3 separate regions of the Mus musculus genome follow, and regions 1 and 2 are each linked to region 3. A link is a contact called in public Hi-C and HiChIP or PLAC-seq data. All regions are on one chromosome and are shown on one strand. Each heading gives the region's core, a stretch centred on a gene start, on an enhancer-like site or on the middle of the called end of the contact. The rest is flanking DNA. Distances are from core to core; before and after follow the strand shown.

The links. A called contact is a pair of places that touch in the nucleus more often than the background predicts. HiChIP or PLAC-seq counts read pairs in DNA pulled down with a chosen protein or histone mark.
Region 1: an H3K27ac HiChIP or PLAC-seq map of trophoblast stem cells shows a contact between it and region 3, with 19 read pairs. The contact joins two enhancer-like sites. A contact is called at or near these places in 4 of 39 promoter capture datasets (the 3T3-L1 cell line, 3T3-L1-derived adipocytes, hippocampal neurons and 1 more), 2 of 484 Hi-C or Micro-C datasets (the STO cell line and cerebral cortex) and 3 of 115 datasets of contacts at active chromatin or transcription factors (embryonic stem cells, extraembryonic endoderm stem cells and trophoblast stem cells).
Region 2: a Hi-C map of the N1E-115 cell line shows a contact between it and region 3, with 5 times the contacts expected there. The contact joins the promoter of 4930449E01Rik here to the enhancer-like site in region 3. A contact is called at or near these places in 7 of 39 promoter capture datasets (the 3T3-L1 cell line, 3T3-L1-derived adipocytes, the HPC-7 cell line and 4 more), 5 of 484 Hi-C or Micro-C datasets (the N1E-115 cell line, cerebral cortex, forebrain and 2 more) and 5 of 115 datasets of contacts at active chromatin or transcription factors (astrocytes, embryonic stem cells, epiblast stem cells and 1 more).

What each region holds. Positions count from the first base shown.
Region 1 is chr14:105,859,311-105,863,074 of GRCm38.p6, reverse strand. No RefSeq gene overlaps it. Among named protein-coding and RNA genes, the nearest start is that of Spry2, 36 kb to the left of the region's middle. Within about 2 kb of position 1,979, at least 34 of the 459 cell types and tissues checked have an H3K27ac peak or open chromatin away from gene starts, as enhancers often do. A contact at or near this core is called in trophoblast stem cells, where this site is marked.
Region 2 is chr14:105,497,404-105,500,922 of GRCm38.p6, reverse strand. 4930449E01Rik (RIKEN cDNA 4930449E01 gene) reads right to left here and starts at 2,135. Exons shown (of 3, transcript NR_045921.1): 1 at 1,842-2,135.
Region 3 is chr14:105,682,773-105,686,250 of GRCm38.p6, reverse strand. It overlaps Gm35967 (a long non-coding RNA gene), which reads left to right. Exons shown (of 4, transcript XR_874934.2): 4 at 1,609-2,900. Among named protein-coding and RNA genes, the nearest start is that of Gm6145, 41 kb to the right of the region's middle. Within about 2 kb of position 1,685, at least 45 of the 459 cell types and tissues checked have an H3K27ac peak or open chromatin away from gene starts, as enhancers often do. A contact at or near this core is called in the N1E-115 cell line and trophoblast stem cells, where this site is marked.

The DNA.
Region 1 (3,764 bases), core at 730-3,229, 180 kb before region 3:
AATTTAAAAGCAAATCAAGTACTAAAGATGCAGCTCCTTGCCTAGCATGCATGAGGAGAACAAGATTTAAATGTTCACCTTTGTATCATGCAAGAGTTTCAGATCTAATAAAATGCACTATTGTAGTAGAAGCCTGTGTTACCAGGGAAATTAGAGTTCTCTCTTTGGAGTTCTTGGTTTTGTTAGTAAAAGAATTTAAAAACAGACTCAAAAGTAAGTTCGGGGACAATATTATTACTGAAGTTTCCAAGAAAACCAACGGGACAGAAAAACTATTAATCTTGGCAAACTCTGGGAAAGGGGAAAGAAGAGGAAAAGAAAGCCATTTCTGTGGCGTTAGGGTCCAAGAAACAGAGTAGAGCTGCCAAACGGCCCCAAGGCAGGCGGGCAGCCGCTTGGAAAAAGGCAGCGGGGGGTGGGGGAGACCTTTAGAGAAGGAAGGAGAAGGCCCAGAGGGTCAGCAAGAGCATTCCCAGACTTTAGCAGTATCCTGAAGAAAAAGAGATAGAGACGAAGGAAAGGGAAGTTATGTTTCTCGCCCCTCCGTGCTACAAGACGGAAGTTCTGCAATGCTGCACAGGGGACAGAAGGCCTTTAGGGGAGGACAGGCATGCTGTCTCACCAACTCAGAAATTATCCCTTCCACCTTCCGGTGAGTCAGCTCTCTTGGTGGCTTGGAGACCTGACCAGGTGACTGACACACCCAGATGCACTATCTCTCTTAAGGGAGGAGACAATGGCATGCAGTATTTCTATCTTTGGAGCAGATCGGAATGCTTTGTCTCCACTCTGGGCGAGCGGTAGCTTATTCTTTCAGACTGGACTAGCGGTTTAGAGGGAGGCCAAGCGGATTTTACTTGGTTGGGATTTCCCGGGAAGCCGGAGGTGTGTTCCAAAGCTGACAGTGAGGTGGAGGTCAGGCCCAAGGCTATTCCGACGTTCTGATCTCAAGAATGGAGACGCGAAAATCATTTAAGAAGCAGAATAGAAACAGTCCTGGCATTTCCCCTTCAGCCAGGATAGGACAAAGTGCATTTTTGGTTTCTGGTTAAGGATACCAATGCAGGAGCCCACCGTAAACCGCCTGTATGCGTTTATCTCCTGTAGTCCCCACTCGGATCTTTAGGTCACTTTGTACTCTGTGTTGTGCTATCAAGTTCCTTATTGACTTACAATAGAGCATCTTCTTCCTTTGAGCTTCTTTTAATCACTGGGGCATCGTTGTTAAATGTTCATATTTTAGTCTCTGAAAGTGTATTACTTCCTACCATATCTGCCTACAGTATTACTTCCTGGGAATCAAAACTGCATATCTAAACCTTCAACAATCTACGACATTTGTTTGGCCATTGATGCCAATACTAGTAAAAAAGACATGGTGAGGAGCTGGTCAGATGGCTCAGTGGTTAAGAGTGCCGACTGCTCTTCCGAAGGTCCTGAGTTCAAATCCCAGCAACCACATGGTGGCTCACAACCATTCGTAACAAAATCTGATGCCCTTTTCTGGAGTTTCTGCAGACAGCTACAGTGTACTTACATATAATAAATAAATCTTAAAAAAAAAGATATGGTGAGTCTATTGTTGGATAGTATTAAAGTAAATCTAAACAAAAAATAAGATTGACATTTTCAGGCAAATTGCCCAAGCCAGAATTCAGGTAAATAGAATCATTGGAATCCCAAGTTGGCACCTGGGTTAAATCATAACTAAAAGAAGAAAATGCACTAGAAGGTAATGTGAACTTCATTATTTAGGAACAAGTTCTGATAAAAGATTCAGTGTCACAGAGATAGAGATAGTACCTGGAGGATAAAGAGTTAAGGAAGTGGTTTTAAATGACAAAAGCGGGACACTCTCTCCCACTACTGAACTTTGCTTTGAGCACACTGGACTTGGGCTTTCTCCGCCACTCGCTCCAGATCCACACCCCTGGGAGGAGCTTAACTGATTATCTCACACCTGTGTGTCTTGTTGATAAGCTTCCTGCTCCCTAGGGGAGCGGGGAAAGGAAACACCCCAGGGTGGGAATCTAGAGAAAGGGTCACACGGGGCGGGGTTGCTGAATTTTAACTTTGAATGACCTCTGTAAAGCATCTGAAAAGACTTTCTGATAATGAGAAATAGGGAAATCTGTGAAAACCTGTGATTTGTGACTGGGTGCTTGCCTAGCTGGAGTGAGGTATTGAGTTCCATCCACCACACATACATACATACACACACACACACACACACACACACACACACACACACACACACTCACACTCACACTCACACACACAGTGGATGCTTGAGGGTGAACCTTTTAAGTCGTCAGTGATACAAATTTTTAATGTTTAGGGCTGGAGAAGGAAAGAGGAGAAAACCGGAATATTTTATCACAGTAGAGTACTCTGTTCTCCATCATTAATAGAATTTGTGAACCAAAAATGTTCACAGAAAAATTATTTTAATTGCAATACTCTTATTAGGAAATCTTTGTGGGTTTACAGGTAGTGGTGCTCTCTTTATTTGGCTCCACCCTCCGCTTTGTTCTGTTTCTGAGGGCACACAACTCAATCCAACAAAATGAATGGACCGCTTCTGATCTTCCCTTTGTAAGGCGAAATACAGTGTGTTCTCATATTCATTAAGTAAAGAGCAGCGCATAGAAGACAGGTCCCTATGAGTAATGCACACCATTATTAATGGTGGTTGTAGTCTAGCTTTTGTTTTAAGAGAATGCCAAAGACCTGCTGGCAGAAGCATAGCTGTGATCTTCTCTCAGGAGAGTTATACATTTCCCAGAGAGCCAGAGGAAATTTTAATGTTTTTCTCCAAGCTTTACCCAAATTCAACCTTCTAATATTCTACAATTCTATAATTCTACAGAAACGGATTAAGATGCAAACTCCTTTGAGTTCCAAAGGAGAGGGAGGGAGAAACTGGGGAAGCTGTCTTTCAGAATGTTACCCATCAGCTAGCAGTCCGGAAATGAAAGGTTAGACTAGAAATCTGAGGTCATTGTTCAAAGTCTGTATCCATTCCCTTGGCACTGATGGCTCAGATAAACTCTGCTGGGGTTCTTTTGTTTCTAATACTAGGCTAATTATAAGGCATGTAGTAACAAGTTTTTTAAATGCCTTAAGCAATTTTAGTTTTTTTTTTTTAAAGAGGAGGATTATTCTGTTATTATTAGCACAAAAATTGTTTAATTTACTCCCGAATTCTTCTCAACATTACTGAATAAAAAAATAAATAAATAAAAAGGAAAGGAACTTGACCAGTCCGGGCTTCAGCCCCAAGTGAATGGGAAAAACAAAACAAAACAAAAGAAAACAAAAAAGGCAAGGAAACCTGAGTACTCCTAGGTGTGGTGGAGGAGAAACTTCATTAGAGACTTGTGAGAGAGCATAGACAGAGGCAGGGACCCCTGGGAAAGTCCAGAGTGTACATGACCTTGAGCTGGGCCACGTGAAAGAGGGGATGGAGGAGGGAGGAGAGGAGGGGACCAGAAGGCCCACAGAAACAAAGACTTTAGGTAACCAAAATGGTTGAATTGCACTGGGAAGAGCAGCCCAGCCCCCTCTGCGGTAGCATTTACGGGAAGGGTGGGTGGGGTATGCCAGTCAGGAGGGCTGTGTGTCAGGAAGGGACTGAGGGATTAGAAGGGGGGGGGGGAATCAGTAGGCAGGTCCACTTTGATTTGTTAAATAGGCAGGTCCGCCTTTTGTCCAGGGTTTGAAACCTACCAATTTCTAAAGCCACTTATACCTACTGTTCTCCT
Region 2 (3,519 bases), core at 886-3,385, 190 kb after region 3:
CTCATGAACGTTTTAAGGCAGGGTTTGAAAACCCACACTTAAAAAATAAATAAATAAATAAATAAATAAATAAATAAATAAATAAAAAGCAAACGCTTGCCAAACGTGTTTGATTCTCTGAAATATAAAGTTCAATTTGAGACGCAGTAGCTCCCTAGTTGTTGATACATTAAAGGAACAATATATAGCTCAGAGCAAACCTATCAGGACGTAAAGGGCTACCGAGGTTCCAGATTTGGGATCAAAGAAAACACACAAATGATATTTACCTTAGGGTAAACGCAGTATTCTCTCCTCCATGCCATCATTATCAACAGAATTATAGGATGAATCGGAGCAAACTTTTCTTAAGGGTCAGATTTTTTTTTTTAACCCAGAAGAAAATTCTGAGCAAAAAAAATTTATTCAGACGTTTTAAAAGTGCTCAGAGGTTGTTTGTTTGTTTGTTTGTTTAAAAAATAAATAACTAAACAAAGTAAACCTCAGATCTTACCCTTGTCTGTAAAGTTGAGCACTCTATCTGGCATGCCATATCTCCACATCTTTTTATACATGGTCTGTATAGAGCTGCTTAAGTATGCATACGTGTGTGTGTGTGTGTTTGTGTGTGTGTGAGTGTGTATGTTTGTATGTGAGTGAGTGTGTGTGTGTGTGTGTGTGTTTGTGTGAGTGTGAGTGTGTATGTTTGTATGTGTGTGTGTGTGTGTGTGTGTGTGTGTGTGAGTGTGAGTGTGTATGTTTGTATGTGAGTGAGTGTGTGTGTGTGTGAATTTTTCCTATGCTATCATGTAATACACTCCCCGGTTGTATAGATTTAGGAATCACATTTTTCTTTCCCTCCTAGCCCACTATGATGAAGACACCTTGGAGTCTAGGGAAGAAAAGCCAGTGGGTCAGGAAAGCGTCTATCTGTCTTTCCGCCCTCATAGATAAAGCAGGAATTTTCTGGTGGTCTCTCTCTCAGCTTCTGATGTTCAGAAAGATAACTGTGTACACCCCCGTCGGAGAAGACGCTGACTTTTGTGTGGTTCCTTCTTGTGCCTGTCTTTCCCCTTCAGGGTTTAACTGAGTTTCCGACGGCCTGTCTCCGGCTGTGATAAATCAGGGGTTTCTTTTTCCCACTCTGGACTCCATTATGACATCACAGTAGCTATACAAACCCCAGAGTGAAGCAAACAAAAGAATTTTTTTAGTTCTCCTTCATTCAATAAGGCTCCATTTTCTGTCACACGACAACCTTTTGACCTGCATCCTAATGGCTCTGGTCACTCAAGGGCAGAAGTCCGGCCATAGGTTAAGTCTGTGCGCGTTTATGTTGAGGAGGGGTCTGTTTGTGCTCACTTCCTGTTGTCTGCTGGCACAATGCCATTGCTGTTCCGGAGCCATGAGATTCTGCTTCCTGAGTGAGCTCTTTCCCCTGAGATGTTAAAAGGAGGTTGCCTGTCTTGTCTCTGTCCCTTCAGTTAGCCAGGCCTTTTTGTCTTGGCTGCAGCTGAGCTGACAGTAGAGCCATCTTACCTTGAGAGGCTTGGGGGCGGGGCGGTGGGGGGCAAGTAATGCTGACTATTTCGTCGCGTTGCAACGGTTTCCCCGCTTTGCATTTCTTAACACCTGCTAGCCTGAACATTGCTTTAAAATGTACAGCTTCTGTTTGGTTCCTTTTTAAATGTTCAAAGCAAAAGCAGAACATAAACAATAGGCATATCAGGTAAACGCAGACTATTTGGGCAATAGTCGGATTTAAATACAGATCTGCAACTCCTCTCTCTCTCTCTCTCTCTCTCTCTCTCTCTCTCTCTCTCTCTCTCTCCCTCTCATTCTGTCTTCTCTGCCCACCTTACCTGCTCCTGCCTTCCTCCACACTCTCCCATTCTGCTTCAAGGAGAGGAGCAGACTGACCACTGCTAGAATGAATGCTACCAAGCTGACCAGTCGCAGAAAGTGTTGAGGCATGTGAACAACGATCCATCCATGCAACACACTCATTCAGCCAGCCAACCCAGCTGGCCTTCATCCCTTCCTCTTTCAGATGGGCCCAGGTTCTACAGGGTAAAGTCACTCAGCATTCCCAAAGCAGAAAGCAGTAGGTAGAGCAGATGAGTGAAGACCAGCCTGGAAAGGATATAGCATTCGTCATCCCGCACAGGAGAGACGTGGGGGATCTGTTCACACTCCATCTCCTGTCTTACCGGGGAGGGGGGGGGGAAGGGTCTCTGTACTACCTATGGTATGTGAGCAGGCACTGCACACTTAGGGGAGCGCTGCTCTCTGGAGTCCCATTGTCTTCAACTAATTCTTTAAAGGATAACGCAGAAAGGATATTTAACTTGGTACATTTCCAAAACCAGTGATTTACTCTCTCCACTAGTTTCCCAGTCTATGCCCTCAAGATGGGCATAGAATTTATCACTTGGCCTCTTCTTGGCTATGTAGACAGACAATATGGGATCCTCCCTTCCTTCTTTTCCTTTTTTCTTAAACCACAGTTCCAAATTATGCATATTCCTCTGTTGTGCAATCTCATGTTCCACTCCCCCCCCCTCCATATGCTATGACAGATCACTACAGCAGACCATTGTGAATGTCCCCCGAGGTGGGAAGGCTGCCTTCCTGAAGCAGATTAGTGATCATCCTGGAGTGGTTCCATGTTCCTTTTTCCAGGAGCCAAACCCGGATGCTTTTTTTTTTTAAAGATACTTTTAAAAAAAGAAATGCAGGCACGAATATAACTCGAGGAATGTTATACTTCCTGGTACCAGCTGTTCATCAAATTATGAGAAGAAACAGGAGGATTTATGATCCTTGAAATTTCATTTGAGCCCATGTTGTCACAGGGGTACTTCCTACCATATGCTCCATCCTTTTTGCAAGGTCCCAAGAAACCCCCCCCCCCCCCGAGAGCATGGAGTCCCGAGGGTTAATTTAATTTTATCTGTTTTCTTCCCATGGTAGTGAGAGAGAAGCTGCCATAGAATCCTCCCATTCCTCTTATTTTTTTTTTCTTCACATATAAGTGGTTCTCTCCTTAAAAATATAAGATTCTCCTTCTCAGCATGGTCTAGGATTTCTTAAATTTTCCTTCACGTGACTGCATAAATATAAGATTATGTCATTTTCATAAAAATGAACACAAATGGGCATAACCATATTAAACAAATTTTGTCATTCAAAGAATGACAAATATGTTTTCCTTCCCTTGTGATTCCTAACATATATATGGATATGTAAAATAATGTATGCATATGACATAAAAATAGAAGAGAAATAGCCTAGGAGAATAAGAGGAATAATAGAAAGGGGGGAGGGCAAAAGAGATAGGGAGGGCATAGGGGGCAAGGTGATCAAAGTATGCTTATATACTTGTATGAAAATAGCTTTATGTAACACATGACCACGTATCATGACTATACACAAGGAAAAAAGTTTTTATATATGCATATTTATGTATGTATATATAAATGCATACATATATCTATATACACACATACATATACATACACACACATACACACATACACA
Region 3 (3,478 bases), core at 436-2,935:
AAGAGAATGATCTTTCCTAGGGAAGAAATCTCTAATTAGCTATCCTAAGTGGTTTGCCCTGAGAGCAGATACATACAAGTAAAAATTATACAGACTGTGCAGGTTGTATGTATACATACATATATACATACATACATACAGACAGATAGGCATATATTTATATATATATATATATGTATTCCTCTATGGAGTGTGTGTGTGTGTATAATTACACTTAAAGAGAAAGAGGGCATGGATTTGATAGTGATCAAGAAGGATGCTTGGGAGAGGATGGGGTGAGCAAATGAAAGGGGAAATTTGATGTAATGATAATTTCAAACAACAAAAATTAATTATTAAAATGTGTACCTCAGGGCTCTGTAGCAGATAACTCATTTGACTGATCAGTTATTCATTCATTCATTCATTCATTCATTCATTCATTCAAACTCCAAACATTTAGTAATGATCTGCTGAGATGGCAAAGTGGGCTTAGGCACTGGGTCCAGGAGTATGGATCGCCATATGATAATTCCTGGGGTGAGGCATATTATGCACTTTTTACCACCCTCCAGTTATCTTCATTGTCACATGGTTGGAAAAAAGGAAGGAAGGAAGGAAGGAAGGAAGGAAGGAAGGAAGGAAGAAAGAAAGAAAGAAAGGAAGAAAGGAAGAAAGGATAAAAGGAAGAGAGACACGCCAGAATTGCTTCACTGTAGAAACTGAAGTTATGAAAGTTCCTCCCCTAAAAGTGTCCCCTCAGCCACCAGCTCTAATGTTGGTACAACAGCTCCTCTGAAGGCCCTGAGTCTATTTGAGCTGCCCTCAGTCATCAGGGTTATTTGAAAGCACCCTTCCTTGTCAGAACAAGGCCCTGTCTCCAAGGCCCAGATCCACAGGAAATTGATCTCTTGAGTGTGTCACAAAAGTATGAGGCTCCGCAAGGTAGAGTGTAGTGTTACGGTGCAGGTGCATTGCCCAGATGACGTGCTGATGGCAAGGGCGGGGAGGAAGCCCTGCTCCTTTTCACAGTCGCAGACAGAAGCACTACAGCGACCAGAAGGGCAAGTGGCATGCCTCACATTCTTCCGTGTTGAAAACAATAAAAGGTGGGGGGAAGTAGAGAAAAAAATCAAATTTCTGCAAAGAGATGTCAGCAGTAAATTTAACGCAGGTGCAGTGTTCTCCAAACAAAGAGAGTTTTGTTTCTACTGCCCGTGGCTCCATCAAGACCTGCCTGCCCTAGCCTCCTCCTCCCCACTGTGTGTTTTTTTTCTTTTTTATCAGTGTAAGGTAGATTAAAATGTTGATACCCTCCCCTAGCAGAAGCATTTTTAGTGTTCTCAGCACAACTGCTGCAGGATTAACCACCCTTCCCTCCCCGCCCCTTGCACGCAGCCAAGTCCTTTCTACTCTTAAGTTTTAATTTATCAAGCCTTACATTTTCCTCCCGGTTTCCACTGTGGACATGGTTTCTTGGCCATTTGTACTCTCTTGAATCTATAACAAAAGTAACAACAGGAAACAAAACACTGACTTTAGCTAGAGTAACTCATTTACAATTTTTTTTAAAGTCCCTTCATTGGTCAAGGTGACATTAAAAGAGCAGGTGATTTGTCCTTTCTTCAGGCCCTCACAGCAGAGTGACTGACACCTGACATGGCGGCATCACACTGGATTCACCTGATGACTCATAGACTTCCTTCTGATGATGATGCTTCCCTGAGAACAATTTCCCACTCCACCAATGAAGCTGAAGCTGAGGCCTCACTCAACGTTCTGAGTCACCTTTCTAAGCCATTAGTGAGCATGTGAACCTCTCTGGGGTGGTGACTCATTTAATTAGGAACAGATAAGTGATATACTATGGCTGTCATGCTGTTCAGTAGGCTAGGGGTGGCTAAGTAAAAGAAAAATGAGCAATAAACACAAATTTGGTAGTTTATAGTTAACCCCTAGGATTGGGACAACTTTCAGGAATAATCTAAAGTTAACCAACACACAGAGAACTTTTAATAAGAACGCCACTTTTCATCGTACATCTTTATGGATCTACATGAATTTCACTTATGCCATGCTGACGTATGTGAAATTTGTCTTAGACAGAGTCCAGGCTCTAAAGCCATTGTGGACAGTTCTGTCCTTTCCCAGATCTAATCTTCAGCAATGTGTCTTTATTGACCACAACGAGCATCTCAGGAAAATGTTCAGGCCTTTTATAATGTGTGTGCCCAGCTCACAAATGTCTTCCCTCATGACTCCTCCAAAGTGACTTTTCAGCTCCCACAGTAAAATGGCCTTCCTAAGCGGGTCCTATTGGGTCTGTGTTCCCCTCAGGGGCTCAGTAACGGTCCCCAACCTCTTTCACGTAGCATCTTCAGTACTTTCCCAAAAGGTAGGAGTTTGATCTTCTGCTTCCTTAGTTTTCAGCAGGTCTCTCTTAAAATAGGTTTACCACGTGCTGGGGATAGAAAGAGGGCTCAGTGGTTAAGAATATCTGTGGCTCTTCCAGCGGACCTGGGTCTGGTTCCCAGCATTCATGTGCATCTGTGTCACCATGCGTAACTATTGTTCCAGGGAACCTGAAGCCTTCTTGTGACCGGAGGGCACCAGGCATAAACATGGCGCTTGTAATACATGTAGGCAAACACTCATATGTATAAGATAAATAAATCTAAAGAAAATAATATGTGCTACATCTTGCTACATGTTCAAGGGCAAGGACCTCATTCTCTCAAACTTTGAATGCTTTAATCCATAAACCAATAACTGCTACTTTGCAGGGGTCCAACAACCATTTCTTAAATAAGTAATGAATAAATGGGTGAATGATAAAAAGTTGAAACTCACTAATACTACTTCAGTTGTTTGATTCCAATTTAAATATGTGTCTACACATACACACACACACACACACACACACACACACATCTAACAAATTTTGTTCTTTTCCAAAATTCTAGATATTTATGAGTATAGGGAACTCTATGAGTCAGGGAGACTCTAATCCTTCAATTTAAATATCTACTTGCTCATTAAATTTCTTTAGGTAATATTCTAAAGTTATATGGGCTTATTTTCACATCTAAAGCTTTCACCAGATTGTCTGATGGTGGTTTAGCCAGAAGGGGAATCTAGCAACATGAAATAATTATTAAACAGCCATTTTGTTTCAGAGTAGGAGAAGCAATAAGAAAAGTGTACTCCAGAGATACATATCTTACAACATAGTGTTTAGTGTCACACACAAACATGTTCCCATAGTGCCTTTTGTAAGGCAAACATTTATTTTGACAATGTCAAAAAAAAACTTTAATAAAACAAAATTTAAAAATCAACACAACCCAAATGCAAAGTATTAAATAGCAGGATTTAAAAATGGGTGAAGGACCTGAATAGATGTTTCCAAAAAAAGACATAAAAATTGTTAAAAGTTATATACACAAATGCTTGGTATCTTTTTTTTTCCAATTTTTTATTAGATATTTTCTTTATTTAC